2 separate regions of the Zea mays genome follow, and region 2 is linked to region 1. A link is a contact called in public Hi-C data. All regions are on one chromosome and are shown on one strand. Each heading gives the region's core, a stretch centred on a gene start, on an enhancer-like site or on the middle of the called end of the contact. The rest is flanking DNA. Distances are from core to core; before and after follow the strand shown.

The links. A called contact is a pair of places that touch in the nucleus more often than the background predicts.
Region 2: a contact with region 1 is called in a Hi-C map of leaf, with 5 times the contacts expected there. The contact joins the promoter of LOC100274018 here to the promoter of LOC100193018 in region 1. A contact is called at or near these places in 3 of 25 Hi-C or Micro-C datasets (ear, leaf and tassel).

Annotation. Positions count from the first base shown.
Region 1 is chr8:144,254,625-144,261,928 of Zm-B73-REFERENCE-NAM-5.0, forward strand. LOC100193018 (putative protein kinase superfamily protein) reads left to right here and starts at 4,214. Exons shown (of 12, transcript NM_001358523.1): 1 at 4,214-4,420; 2 at 4,507-4,597; 3 at 4,992-5,018; 4 at 5,110-5,263; 5 at 5,344-5,392; 6 at 5,660-5,774; 7 at 5,890-5,981; 8 at 6,081-6,228; 9 at 6,688-6,752; 10 at 6,826-6,923. The coding sequence starts at 4,343.
Region 2 is chr8:144,502,530-144,509,833 of Zm-B73-REFERENCE-NAM-5.0, forward strand. LOC100274018 (Ribosomal protein L25/Gln-tRNA synthetase anti-codon-binding domain) reads right to left here and starts at 3,758. Exons shown (of 3, transcript NM_001148403.1): 1 at 3,308-3,758; 2 at 1,835-1,964; 3 at 718-1,419. The coding sequence starts at 3,748. The coding sequence ends at 1,214.

The sequences.
Region 1 (7,304 bases), core at 2,964-5,463:
CGATTGGTTGTCTACTTGGTGTAGACTCCTCCTTCTTCTCCTCTGTCGCCTTGAATGCGACCGGTTGTGCTTCGGACGTGGAGGGATCATCTAGCTCGTTGATTTTCTTTGAGCCTTTGATCATATACTCAAAGCTCACAAAATTCCCGATTACTTCCTCGGGAGTCATTAGTGTATATCTAGGATTACCACGAATTAATTGAACTTGAGTAGGGTTAAGGAAAATAAGTGATCTAAGAATAACCTTAACCATCTCGTGGTCATCCCACTTTTTGCTCCCGAGGTTGCGCACTTGGTTCACCAAGGTTTTGAGCCGGTTGTACATGTCTTGTGGCTCTTCTCCTTTGCGAAGCCGGAAGCGACCGAGCTCCCCCTCGATCGTCTCCCGCTTGGTGATCTTGGTTAGCTCATCTCCCTCGTGAGAGGTCTTGAGCACGTCCCAAACTTCCTTGGCGCTCTTCAACCCTTGCACCTTGTTATACTCCTCTCGACTTAGAGAGGCGAGGAGTATAGTTGTGGCTTGTGAGTTGAAGTGCTCGATTTGGGCCACCTCGTCCTCATCATAGTCCTCATCCCCTACAGATGGTACCTGTACACCAAACTCAACGACATCCCATATACTTTTGTGGAGTGAGGTTAGATGAAATCGCATTAAATCACTCCACCTTGCATAATCTTCACCATCAAAAGTTGGTGGTTTGCCTAATGGGACGGAAAGTAAAGGCGTATGTTTTGGAATGCGAGGATAGCGTAAGGGGATCTTACTAAACTTCTTGCGCTTATGGCGCTTAGAAGTTACGGAGGGCGCGTCGGAGCCGGAGGTGGACGGTGATGAAGTATCGGTATCGTAGTAGACCACCTTCCTCATCTTCTTTTTCTTATCGCCACTCCGATGGGACTTGTGGGAGGAGGCTTTCTTCTCCTTCCCCTTCTCCTTTTTGCGGGACTCTTCCGATGAAGCCTTCTCGTGGCTTGTAGTGGGCTTGTCGCCGGTCTCCATCTCCTTCTTGGCGTGTTCTCCCGACATCACTCCGAGCGGTTAGGCTCTAATAAAGCACCGAGCTCTGATACCAATTGAAAGTCGCCTAGAGGGGGGGGGGGTGAATAGGGCGAAACTGAAATTTACAAAGTTAATCACAACTACAAGCCCGGTTAGCGTTAGAAATATAATCGAGTCCGCGAGAGAGGGTGCAAAATAAATCGCAAGCAAATAAAGAGTGTGACACGCGGATTTGTTTTACCAAGGTTCGGTTCTCGCAAACCTACTCCCCGTTGAGGCGGTCACAAAGACCGGGTCTCTTTCAACCCTTTCCCTCTCTCAAACGGTCCCTCGGACCGAGTGAGCTTTCTCTTCTCAAATCAACCGGGAACAAAACTTCCCCGCAAAGACCACCACATAATTGGTGTCTCTTGCCTTGGTTACAATTGAGTTTTGATCACAAGCAAAGAATGAGAAAGAAGAAAGCAATCCAAGCGCAAGAGCTCAAAAGAACACAACAAATCACTCTCACTTAACACTAAAGCTTTTGTGGAATTTGGGAGAGGATTTGATCACTTGGGTGTGTCTTGTATTGAATGCCTAGCTCTTGTAAGTGGTTGGAAGTTGAGAAACTTGGATGACTTGAATGTGGGGTGGTTGGGGGTATTTATAACCCCAACCACCAAACTAGCCGTTTGGTGGAGGCTGCTGTCGCATGGCACACCGGACAGTCCGGTGCGCCACCGGACACTATCCGGTGCGCCAGCCACGTCACCAGGCCGTTGGATTCCGACCGTTGGAGCTCTGACGTGTGGGCCCGCCTGGCTGTCCGGTGGCGCACCGAACAATTCCTGTAGATTGTCCAGTGTGCCACCCGTGCGTGCTCTGCTCCTCTGCGCGCGCTGGCGCGCATTTAATGCGTTACAGACGACCGTTGGCGCGAAGTAGTCGTTGCTCCGCTGGCTCACCGGACAGTCCGGTGTGCACCGGACATGTCCGGTGAATTATAGCGGAGCGTGAATCTGAAGTTGGCGAGTTCAGAGTCGCTCTTCCCTGGAGCACCGGACACTGTCCGGTGAATTATAGCGAAGCGCCTCTGAGAATTCCCGAAGGTGCGAAGTTTGGCTTGGAGTACCCTGGTGCACCGGACAATGTCTGGTGGCACACCGAACAGTCCGGTGCGCCAGACCAGGGCTGCCTTCGGTTATCCCATGCTCTCTTTGATGAACCCAATTCTTGGTCTTTTTATTGGCTAAGTGTGAACCTTTGACACCTGTATAACTTATAGACTAGAGCAAACTAGTTAGTCCAATTATTTGTGTTGGGCAATTCAACCACCAAAATCAATTAGGAACTAGGTGTAAGCCTAATTCCCTTTCAGTCACTTTATACTAGCTCGTCAAATATTTTATCACATTTGGCAATGTTAAAAGTAAATTTATCTTCTTGCTGATTCTTTTGAACCGACTTCAAAGAAGAACATATAGAAGGTTTAGCCTGTGTTGGCCAAACAAGTTCGACGGTATATATATCCATGGATTCATCATCCTAACTATCGTGCCCCACTAGATGCATCTTATGGCTAGCCGATTTTGATGCCTCTCTCTACTTCGACTTTTGCCCGCTAGTGCAAGTGCACTAACAAAATAAACTATGTGCCATCCAATTTCTCTTTTAAGTAAGATCACAACCCATTAAAAGTCAGCCCTTCTAAATATTTTCCGTGATATGGATCTGAAAGCATCGGTTTATAGTGTCTTGGAACCTCCAGATATAGTCATTAACCGGTTCTTCGCCCCCCTGCTGGACTAAAGCTAAATCAGTTAATTCTAACTCAGGTTCTACTGAGAAAAAGTGTTCATAAAATTTCTGCTCTAATTTATCCCAAGAGTTAATAGAGTTAGGTGCTAGGGTTGCATACCATGCGAATGCGGTACCAGTCAGGGATAGCGAGAATAAACAAACACGATAGGCTTCCCTACCAACCAATTCTCCTAGGTGTCCTAAGAATTGTCTTATATGCTCATGCGTGTTTTTTCCGCCTTCACCGGAAAATTTAGAGAAATCCGATAGTCTAGTTCCCTGTGGATATGGCAAGACGACAAATCAGTGACTATAAGGTTTCCGATATGACTGCCCCATGCCTGGCACACTAACATCGAGTTTATCTCTGAACAACCTAGCTACTTCGTCCCTAATCTTTTCCACCATGTCTAGTGACCATCCATTAAGTTTGAGGGTGAAAATCTCAGGTTGCCTGACATTATTTTGTCGACTTTCCTCCTAGGGGATGTTCAAGATGCGTGTTAGGTGTCCTATTAATGCCACCACCTTCTGCCCTATATCTCTCGGGCTCTCTGGTGGCCGAAGAATATTCGGCCATGTGCATATGAGGTGGCATGACATGATTATAATATGCCGCTGGTGGAGTAGCGTAGTGCTGCTATGATGGATGTGAAAAATGTGCATATTATGTAGCTCCTGGTTCTGTTCTGTGTACGTATACCTCGACTGTCCGGCTAAGGGGCTGGATGGTCCATGATGGGGCTCAATGATCCGAGGTTATATCCGGATGGTCTGGCCATATATGGCGCGACCTAGATAGTCTGTGCGCGGGTGTGTGTTGGGTCTGATGGTCCGACAAATATGCCGGACGATCTATGACATATCCGATCAGTCCGGTGTAAGGGGTTAGACAGTCTGCAACCGTAATGTAGCCGGACGGTCCGAGATAACTTTCGAAACTATAGTACCAAATCCTATAGGAATGAGAATCCAAGTTTCCCCGTGAAATCCTTTGATCCAAAGGAGCCTTTAGAATAATTTATGGCAGGAATGTTTACACGTTGAGGCTACTTTTCACACGCGTCTACAACCTTTCGCGCCGTTTTTCTTGGTTGCTGCCACTATGCAACAGATGCCTCGATTCAAATTCAAAACCACAACAAGGTGATTCCTTTATTTTTTCCTATGGTGCCACCAAAGACATTTTCACCTGAATTCCTATATTTTCAATTTCTGTAGGGTTCAAAACATCCACCATCTCTATTCCCATGTTTTTCCTATTTCTATGTTTTTTTATCCTTCATTCCCAAGAAGGCCGTAACATGTGTAACCCAAAATGGCCTGAGCACAAAGCCCCAAAGCCAGGTTGAGCCCAGATGGCCCTCATAGAATCTCCCGATCCCAGACCAGTCTCCCGCTGACCCATCCTGCTCAGTGCTCACTTCCACGCGGGCCCCAGCCCGCCACGAGTCCCCGCTCCCACCTGCTCCTCGCCGCCGTTAGCGCGCCCCGAGCCCCGACAGCCTTTCTCCTTCTAGGGTTTCTCTCTGTTTCGTCCTCATCGAATCGGAGTTTCGCATGGAGTCATCGCGGTCTCGGAAGCGGACGCGCCAGGCGCATGACTGTGCCGCCGCGCCGCCACCAGAGCGAGAAGTGGTAGGGCCCGCTTTGCTCGTGAGTACTCGCAGATTTGCGGGGTTTCAGGCTGTGCTGATGCAGATTTGGCCACGCTGTGCACGCAGGTAGCGAGGGGTGGCGCGTCGCCACCATGGAGGGAGGATGACCGTGATGGACACTTCGTATTCGACCTTGGCGAGAACTTGACCCGCCGATGTGAGTTCCCGACTCTTTGACTCTCTCCTTCAGTTCCTCGAGCCCTTGTGCATGGATATATCGTTTAGTTGTGTCTAATAATTTGTAATTAGTGGCAACATCTTTTTCTTATTTTGGTTTTATCTGCTTTTTTATTGTTATAAGACCCCGTTTGCAAACTGGCAGTTAGTACACCTTTAGGTTTTCCTTTGTCGTATCAAGCTAATAATGTGTGAAGCAGGGTTCCCATTCTGATCTTTAGTTTTTGTGATTTTAATAGCAATAACCTTTTTTCGCAAAAAAGTAACAAACTTTATGCAGTATGTGGTTCACATAGTTCCCAGTATCCTTTTGGACTTAGATTTAGTTTGATATATGGTTATGTTTATTGACAGAATGCTTTTTAGCTTTACAGATAAAATCTTGAGCAAAATGGGAGAAGGTTTGGGTTTTCTGCAATCTGTCGTCTCCTCTTCTGCTGGGTATCTCCGTTATTATTCTAATGAAGAGGGCTACGAGTTGGATTTTCGTAGGTACATTTGGGCGTGTTTTGGAATGCTGGGACCGTGAAACACATGAATATGTTGCCATAAAAGTTGTTCGCAGTATCCGCAAGTACCGTGATGCTGCAATGATTGAGATAGATGTGCTCAATCGCCTTGCAGAAAATGAAAAGTACAGATCTCTGTGAGTATCTCAGAGACCTAATTACTTAAAGTATAACCCTATTCTGTTTCTGACTTGACAGTTCCTCTTCAATTTGTCAGTTGTGTTCAAATTCAGAGATGGTTTGACTATCGTAATCATATATGCATTGTAAGTACTAGCTTTTGGTCAATTATACTAGTTTCTAAAAGTCAGTTACCAATTTTGAGAATGCATTTTTTTGCAGATGTGTTGGTTGTTTATAATATTTATCTTATTGGCCCTCCCAGTACATTGTATGGAATGAGAGACTTGTCTATAGAAATTATGATAAATCGCCTGTAGTATAGTCTTTTTGTTCTTCGCTCGTGAAGGTTCCCTCATATGGTCACAAATTAAAAATATTCTTTATTCAATGGATATCAATGATTTTGTCAGGTTTTTGAGAAGCTTGGGCCAAGCTTGTATGATTTTCTAAAGAGAAATAGATACCAACCTTTCCCTGTGGAACTTGTGCGGGAGTTTGGACGGCAACTGTTGGAATCTGTAGCATGTGTGTTAGTTATTGCTTGATTCTGCACATCAATTATTAGCTAATTTGGTAGCATTGGCTTCACTTTTCTATTGCTTCAAAGGGGCAGTGTTAACCATCTTTTCTTTTGTAACAGATATGCATGAGTTGCGGCTTATCCACACTGATCTGAAGCCAGAAAACATACTACTTGTCTCTTCTGAGTATATAAAAGTTCCAAGTACAAAGGTGCCTATTCTCACCCACTCTTTTAGTGATTGTCTGCTATTTCTTTACTAGGAATACAGTATTTGCAGTTTTCTTGAATGATTGCTTGGGGTTGTACAGAAGAATTCGCAAGGTGAAATGCATTTCAAGTGCTTGCCGAAGTCCAGTGCCATAAAGCTGATAGATTTTGGCAGTACCGCCTTTGATAATCGGAACCATAACTCGATTGTTTCTACGAGGCATTATAGGGCACCTGAAATAATATTAGGTAAATTGGTTATTTTTGAAGATTTGATTCAGTTTTATCTTGTTTGAGATATGGACTATGATAATTCAGTGTGAAGATTTATGTGCTCTTAAATATGCTCGATAGAGTAAAACAGACATCGTCCAAAATCTTAGCAAAGTCTTGGCACATCCTGATTCATACTCTTATTTACTCCTAAATGATGTGTTTTAATCAAATCTGAAAGAAACAGGTGGTACTTCTTCCTCTTTGATGGTTTGGTGTTTTCTGCACATATTTAGTTTTACAGTTGATGGTTGAGCGATATCGCACTGTATTGTTGAAATTGATTGAACTGAGTTCTATGCTTGTGTGCAGAATAAGAGTTAGATCTTTTATACTATTTCGTTAGTGGCCATGTCAGCTATCATGATAGTTGCTAAAGGTTTCTTCTCCAATTCTGTATGTCATTAGTTCTGATGTTGGATGTTTCTTTTGCAGGTTTAGGCTGGAGTTTTCCATGTGATATTTGGAGTGTTGGCTGTATTCTTGTTGAGCTATGCTCTGTTAGATCTCTTCACACACTTTATTTTTCTAGTACCAGTCTGGTAATTGTTTTCCTAACATCACATTTTTTAGGGGGAAGCATTGTTTCAGACACACGAGAATCTGGAACACCTAGCAATGATGGAGAGGGTTTTGGGACCTCTACCAGAGGATATGATACGGAAAGCAAGGTGCGTTACTTGCAATCTTAATTTGCGTATTATTTTATCTTTTGAATGAAATGTATGTGTTCAAATCAGCTTTTGAAGCATATCTTTATTTGCTTGATGTTCAAAGTTCTTTTTTTGATGGGGCTAGGATTTTTGGTTTTACTGTGCTTTCTTGCCTATTTATTGAACATTCATTTGTTTAAGCATTTTGAGAGAATGATGCATTTGATTTTGCTGCATTAGAGTATCAGAGTTACATTTTGAGGAAATAACACTTTCTTCTCTATTTATTGAACGTTTCTAATCTGTTACACTTCATTATGTTTCATGATTAGCAGAGTATCAGTGTACATAACTTTCATATTGTTTCATTATTCTATTTTGTTTATTGCCAGTTTGCCA
Region 2 (7,304 bases), core at 2,508-5,007, 250 kb after region 1:
GTTGAGTGCTCTAAACAACTATCCATGTGTCTAAATCTTGACTTGTAGGTTCTATTTTCTTTCTATATATTTGAACCTTAACTTAATTTCTATTAATTATTAACCCTCGCCTAAACAGTTGTTCATGTGTCTAAACTAAGGGTCTATTTGGTTTCTTTAGTCCAGAGACTAAAGTTTAGTCAATTGACTAAAGTTTAGTTCCTACCCTATTTGGTTGCAGAATCAAAGTATTTAGAACGCATTAAATGACTCATAAGAAGACTAAAATGTCTTTTAATATTCTTCCATCATTAATGCAACTGAAATAAATAAGAGTCAAAAAGTGGAATTAATATAGTTTAGTTTCTTTTAATTATCCCTCGAGAGACTAAAGCAGTTTAGTCTATATTTTAATTTAACTGTTTAGCTATTTAGGGAATGGAACCAAAATTAAGGAATTACTAATCTTTAGTCTTTTAAACCAACCCTGCCTAACTTATGGGATAGTTGTGGAACTAGAAGACTGTTTTTTTGGTCACTCCACCATATGTTTTTTTGGTCACTGCAACACCCAAAAATCATATAAAACTTTAAAACTGTAACGCTACAATTATTGACGCTTTTTAGCTCATTCAACTACGCAAGCTTATTGTAAATAGTCAAATACTACTAAATACGCTCAAGATTTCATATTAGTCTCGAAATTACATAAACATCATGAATGAATCCCCCGTGTTAAGATCAGTAACATAGAGCTAGACATATAGCATAGTTAACATCTTTTGTGATAAGACCAGCCCAGTATCGAAGATGGGCTACTGAGGATATATTGAGCTTACAGGTTGATTACAGATACAGGATCTTAAGCCGTCACGATGGCAAAAGATAAAAGCTTGTTTTTTCTTGATCATCCTCAGAAACTTATGTTATCTATATAAATCATATTGTAAATACGTAATGCTAAATTAGATTGCAAACAATTTTCAATATTGCTCGCCGCACCATAAGTTTCTGTTAACACTAGAAGACCATATTTCTGTCCAATTTGCAAGTGCGTCTAGCTGTAGTAGCATCTACCTGCTCAAAAGATCCCTTCCTGAGGTAAAAATAGGTGTCTCTGGCTACAATTCATCCTAACAGTAGGACAAGTAGCACCTGAATCACTCAAGTACGAAACAAAACCTTATTGTGCTCAAAACAGCTCATACAAAGAAGCAAGTTATTTTCCCTTCTTCTATTCTGGAGACCTTGATCCGGTAAAGTTACAGATGGGCTGATCTGGCGAATGAAGCAGCTTCAACGCAGGATGAACTTTCAGATCACGCATCAGCAATTTCTGTCCTACATCCAACTCACTTAGATCCACTTCAATGTATGGTGGTACTATGTCAGCAGGGCACAGATACTTGGCTGTTCGTTTTATGGTGTTGAAGTAAGCTCCTGGAGTTCCAATTATACACATTAGTCCAGATGTTAACACAGCAAAGGAGGCACATATGGAAGTTTCAGCCATAATGCAGGTAAAGCTTGAGAATTGTGGTCAACATTTTTTAAATGAGATGTTAGGTGCATAATGGATCAGTGATTCAGACAAAAGTGAATGAACATATCATATAGCAACAAACCACAAGACAATAAAAGAATAGCTAAATATTTTTCGGCAGAAATGAGCTCTTTACTTCTCATTGCACGGTCAAGAGAAATATTTACAAATAACCCAGGTCCTTCTTTTAATCATTCTGTTCTATTTAAATAAAAAATATATAGATAGAAAATGTGAGCTTCTAAGATCAAAGACCTCCCATTTCATGTTCAATCTCTGCAAATTGACGAATCATCATAGCATGTTACATACCTTTCCTGAGACCAGGCGAGGCATCCTCTCCAATGAACATCAGAGGAACATCTATTTTGAGAAGTGCAGAAGAAGGTGCTCTCATAAATGTGATATTCAGCGGTTCATCAGTGCCTGCATGCAGGTGTACCTGAATGTCGCAACAGATCCCACATTAGTCAACACCACAATTCTGGAAGTGTGTATAGAAGGTAAAGAAAAAGCATATTCATGTTTTTTTTTTGAGCAATCATTTAAAAAGTTATATAATGCATAAGGCGGTAAGGCCAATAAAGACAGTAGGCAATCAAACAACTCAAAATCATCAGCAAATAATGATTACCCAAAGAACAAAGAGCTGAAATTGCAGCTCATATGATAAAAATGAATCCATTTGCATAAGGAATTGCTTAATGGGAGATTTGCCAATTGATAATGGATTCCACAGATCAGACAGTTCTAGTACGAGTGCAAACAGTGAGCTCACTTAAAGTAACTGTCCTAGTTTATTGGTAAATTTCATGTTTTCCACAACTAGATCAAAGTTCAACCAAAAAAACACAACCACAGGAACAACATTCAACCAAGGGGTGTCGTCATCTTGTTCAATAAACTAAGGCCCCATTTGGTTTGAGGGACTAAAGATTAGTCCCTCCATTTTAGTCTCATTTAGTCCCTAAATTGCCAAACGGTGGAACTAAAACAGGGACTAAACTGTTTGTCTCTAGTCTCTCAAGGAGTGACTAAAAGGGACTAAACCATATAAATTCCACTTTTCACCCCTCCTTTATTTCAGTTGCACTAATGGCAGGAGAATGCTAAGGGTATTTTGGTCCTCTTACGATTCATTTAATACGTTTTGAATATTTTTAGTCCCTGGACTAAAGAAACCAAACGGGCCCTAATGTAACAGAACTTTTGCTCAGATACCTCTGAACCAGCATAACAACTGATGGTCAGCGAACTACTTAGGGCATGTTTGGTTCCATGAGACTAAACTTTAGTCCCTCTTTTTTAGTCTCAAAATTACCAAAGATAGGACTAAAAAGAGGAGAGGAAATCAGATTGATTTCCTTTTAGTCCCCATATTTAGGGACTAAAATAGACTATAAGGGACTAAAGTTTAGTCCTATGGAACCAAACATATAGTCCTAGACCGCTTTGCCATTCGAATTTTATTTGTTTACTGCTGTAAAGCCACCACTAAATCTTCTTGATTTCCATATTTCTCAACAAGCAAACACCGTCTTCATAACTTTCACCAAGAAATGGAGCAACTATACAACCGTAACAGAAATATTTTTTCCATCCAAAACACCTATCTCCACTAACCACACTCTTACACAATAATGCCTGTGCGTCCCTCAGTTGAGTTGTGCAAGCTTTAAAAAATTGCAGTAACCCCTATGCCATCATCGCAGACAAATAGACATTAGCAATTACTATAAATCTGTTGTGGAAAAAACAATTAAATCCAACAGAAAAGTCACACACCTTTCTGGGTAGGACGCGGACGCTTTCGATGAGTTCGCCCTGCCCGGCATGTTCTGACCAGACCTGGAGACTGAACAGCCTGGAGAGGAAGAAGGACCGGCCGAGGTGGTCGACGAGCTTGCGGATCTGATTGGCCCGAACGGAGATGAGGCGCTTGTTGCCGCCCTCCTGTCCGTTCTCCTGCTCGAACACGATGGCGGGGACCCGCCCGGCCTTGCGCTCCTTGGCGGCTACGTGGCGCCCCGAAGAGGCGCGCGGGACGGCGAGGATCACCTCATTGTGCTTAGCGTCTGGCCGCGGGTGGCCCGGGAGGTAGTCGTACGGCGGGGAGAGCGGGTCGGTGGCTTGGTCGGGGGACACAAAGGCCTCGACGGTGGCGGCGGAGAAGTGGCGGCGGAGGAGGGGGAGGGTGAGGGTTTGGAGCGGTCGCCGGATGAGCATAGTTGAGCGGCGTAGGGTTTTGGCGAGGTTGCTTGCCTGCTGGGGAGTGGCTAGGTCTGGGTGACTCGGCCTGTTCTTGGGGAGTGGAGAGATGTGGGGGTTTTGACTGTGGGCTTTGGCGTTGGGCTCAGTGAGACCCATGATTATATATCTCTATCCCATAACCTTTTTATTTTTATAAAGGAAAATGATTAGGATTTTAATTTTATATCCCGTCTTCGTAAATCTATAGCTATAGGTGTGGCAGGGACCTATATAGAATTTTTTGTTGTTTTACACTCCGTAACTTCTTAGGCCTACTTTGGATATACTTAATAATAAATGAGATTGGAGTGGATTAAAATGTATTGAGAGAGTATTTGATCTATTAGGGATTTGCACCCTCTCCAATCCCTTCGAAACACTCCAATCCCAAAGTATCCAAACTAGGCTTTAGGCTTTGTTTGGTTACTCTAACATTAACCTCAATCCACGTGTATCGAGGTGGATTAGGGTATAAACTAGTTTAAGTTACACCTCAATCCACCTCAATACATGTGGATTGAGCTCAATACTAAAGTATCCAAACTAGGCTTAGGGTCAGGCTAAACCTTTGCTTTTTTATTCGGTTTAGTCTAAATGTTTTACTTTTGTTTGAGTATCCATCAAATTTGTTTAGATATTCAGTATTTTTTTAGTTCTAGTTTAAGCTTAGATCAGGAAATTACAAAACTCTATGTATTAAATGTTTGTTATGCATAATTAGGTGGAGAAGGGTTTTTAAATACAAAATGGCTAGAAAGTCCACTCCACCAATTACCTGGACCACGAGAAGGGTTTTATACAGTCTTGGGTAAATCGTTGGATGTTGTTAGGGGCAAAATATGATCATCTTAAGGAAAAGTGTATCCTAAAAGCGGTCTCAAAGTTGAATGCAACGATTCTATGCAGTTGAAAGAGAAATGGGCAACTAAATCATGTCTCTATTGTTTTGGTGATTAATATCCAACACAACAATTGGACTAACTAGTTTGCTAAGTCTATGAGTGTAGGAGTTAAAGTTCAACACATTATGCAAATTGAAGGAGTTAAAGTCAAAATAGCTCAAACAGAGGCTAGAAAGGGCAACATTTTGGATAAGGTGAAAACTGATAGGTTTGAACACTTGGATATTGTCGGAGAGGAAATTCTCCGGCCGGGTGGCGGAACGCACCCGCCCTAAATCCTAAGATGAGAAAGGGGCCTAAGCGTTTTGCCTGCTAGGTGGATTCGGGATGAACACAAGAACGCACAAAGGTTTAGAGTGGTTCAGGCCACCGGAGCGTAATACCCTTGAGAGCACCTAGAGGGGGGTGAATAGGTGATCCTGTAAAATTCAACACTAATAGCCACAAAACTTAGTTATGAAAGTTAGAACGGCTAAGTAGCTTGAAGCGAGTTCTTGTGAACACAGATAATCAAAGAGAAAGCACACAAGAGACACGCGATTTTATCCCGTGGTTCGGCCAAGTAACACTTGCCTACTTCCACGTTGTGGCGTCCCAATGGACGAGGGTTGCACTCAACCCCTTTCAAGTGATCCGATGATCAACTTGAATACCACAGTTTTTCCTTTCTTAGTATTTCTCCCGTTTGCGAGGAATCTCCACAACTTGGAGCCTCTCGCCCTTACAATGATGATCACAAAAGAAGCACAGAAGTAAGGGAGGGGAGAGCAACACACACAAGACTCAAATCACAGCACAATCACGCACACAAGTCACAACTTGAGCTCAAAACACAACACACGGAGTTCACAACTCAAATGGAGCTCAAGTCACTATCACAAAGAATCGAATGCGTGAAGTTGGAGACTTGGAGTCTTAGAATGTTTCTTATAAGCTTGGGTGACTCCTCCATGCGCCTAGGGGTCCCTTTTATAGCCCCAAGGCAGCTAGGAGCTGTTGGAGGCCAACAAGGAAAGCCATCCTTGTCTTCTGTCGAGTGGCGTACCGGACAGTCCGGTGCGCCACCGGACAATCACTGTAGACGGTCCGATGTCGATCTCCTTCCTTTTCTGGCGCAGATGGCCGTTGCAGCTCTGGGCCCGATGGCGCACCGGACACTGTCCAGTGCACACTGGACAGTCCGGTGCCCCTGCCGACCGTTAGCGCGGGCCACGCGTCGCCCGCAGATTGCGCAGCCGACCGTTGCGCTGGCGACCGTTGGCTCACCGGACAGTCTGGTGCACCACCGGACAATCTGGTGAATTATAGTCGTACGTCGCCGATTTTTCCCGAGAGTGGCCTGTTCACCGGAAGCCAGCCTGGCGCACCGGACACTGTCCGGTGCACCACCGGACAGTCCAGTGTGCCAGACTGAGCAGAGTTTTGGCTGCACCGAGCCAAGACTTTTTGGTTCTTTTCTTCTCCTCTTCTCACTGTTTCTAGCACTTAGATAAAACATATTAGTACTTAAAAACTATGTGCTAAGTCTAGAAACATACCTTCTCTTCGATTTGCACTTCTCTCTTCATTTAGCACATAAGAATTTATTTAAATGTGTTGGGCACTTAATCACCAAAACATAATAGAAATTGCCCAAGGGCACATTTCCCTTTCAATCTCCCCCTTTTTGGTGATTTATGCCAACACATTCAAAAGCAACCAAAAGAAGTGCAACATCAATGCAATTTAGAACAAAATTGTATTTGCACAAATTTTGACATATTTGGATCATTCTTTGCCACCATTTGGTTTGTTTTTGCAAATCAAATTCATTTTCCTATCTCTAAGTCAAATACACTTGTTTAGGCACAAAGAGAGATATTCCAATGGAAAAATTGATCAAGTGCCAAAAACTCCCCCTTTTTCCCATAATCATAAATTCTCCCCCACAAGAGACCAAATTTTGCAATAAGAGTATTTTGGACAAATCAAAAATTCTAACTCTACTATTTTCAAAATTATCAAGTGGTAGCTGATCCATTTGCTTTGACCTTAATTTCTCCCCCTTTAGCATTAAGCACCAAAACAGGATCATTCTTGGCCCTTGAACCCCATTGCCTCACCAAAAATGTCAATTAAGAGCAAAAGGCAACTAGAGCATAAGAATGAACTTGGAGGTGAGTACACTAATATCGGAGTGCAGTGGAAGTCTTTGCATGGTCCAAGTTCACCTTTCCCTTTCAATGCACCTTTGAGACTACATCAAGTACACTCAAACACAAAGGTTAGTCTCAAAGGATCAAGTTGTAGCACTTCTCCCCCTAAATATGTGCATCATTCACACATGGACTTATGAGGTCCGGGGATCCCTTGCACAACTTGAGCAACATAAATAAGCAAAAAATTGCATAAATGTATAAGTAACATGATCAAAGGCATAAAACACATGTATGTTATAGATCAATCCAAGTTACGCGAATCTAATACATTTAGCTCACTACGCAACCTACAAAAGGTTTTCTCATCAAACGGCTTGGTAAAGATATCGGCTATAGCTGGTTCTCGGTGCTAATATGGAACACCTCGATATCTCCCTTTTACTGGTGGTCTCTCAGAAAGTGATGCCGGATGTCTATGTGCTTAGTGCGGAT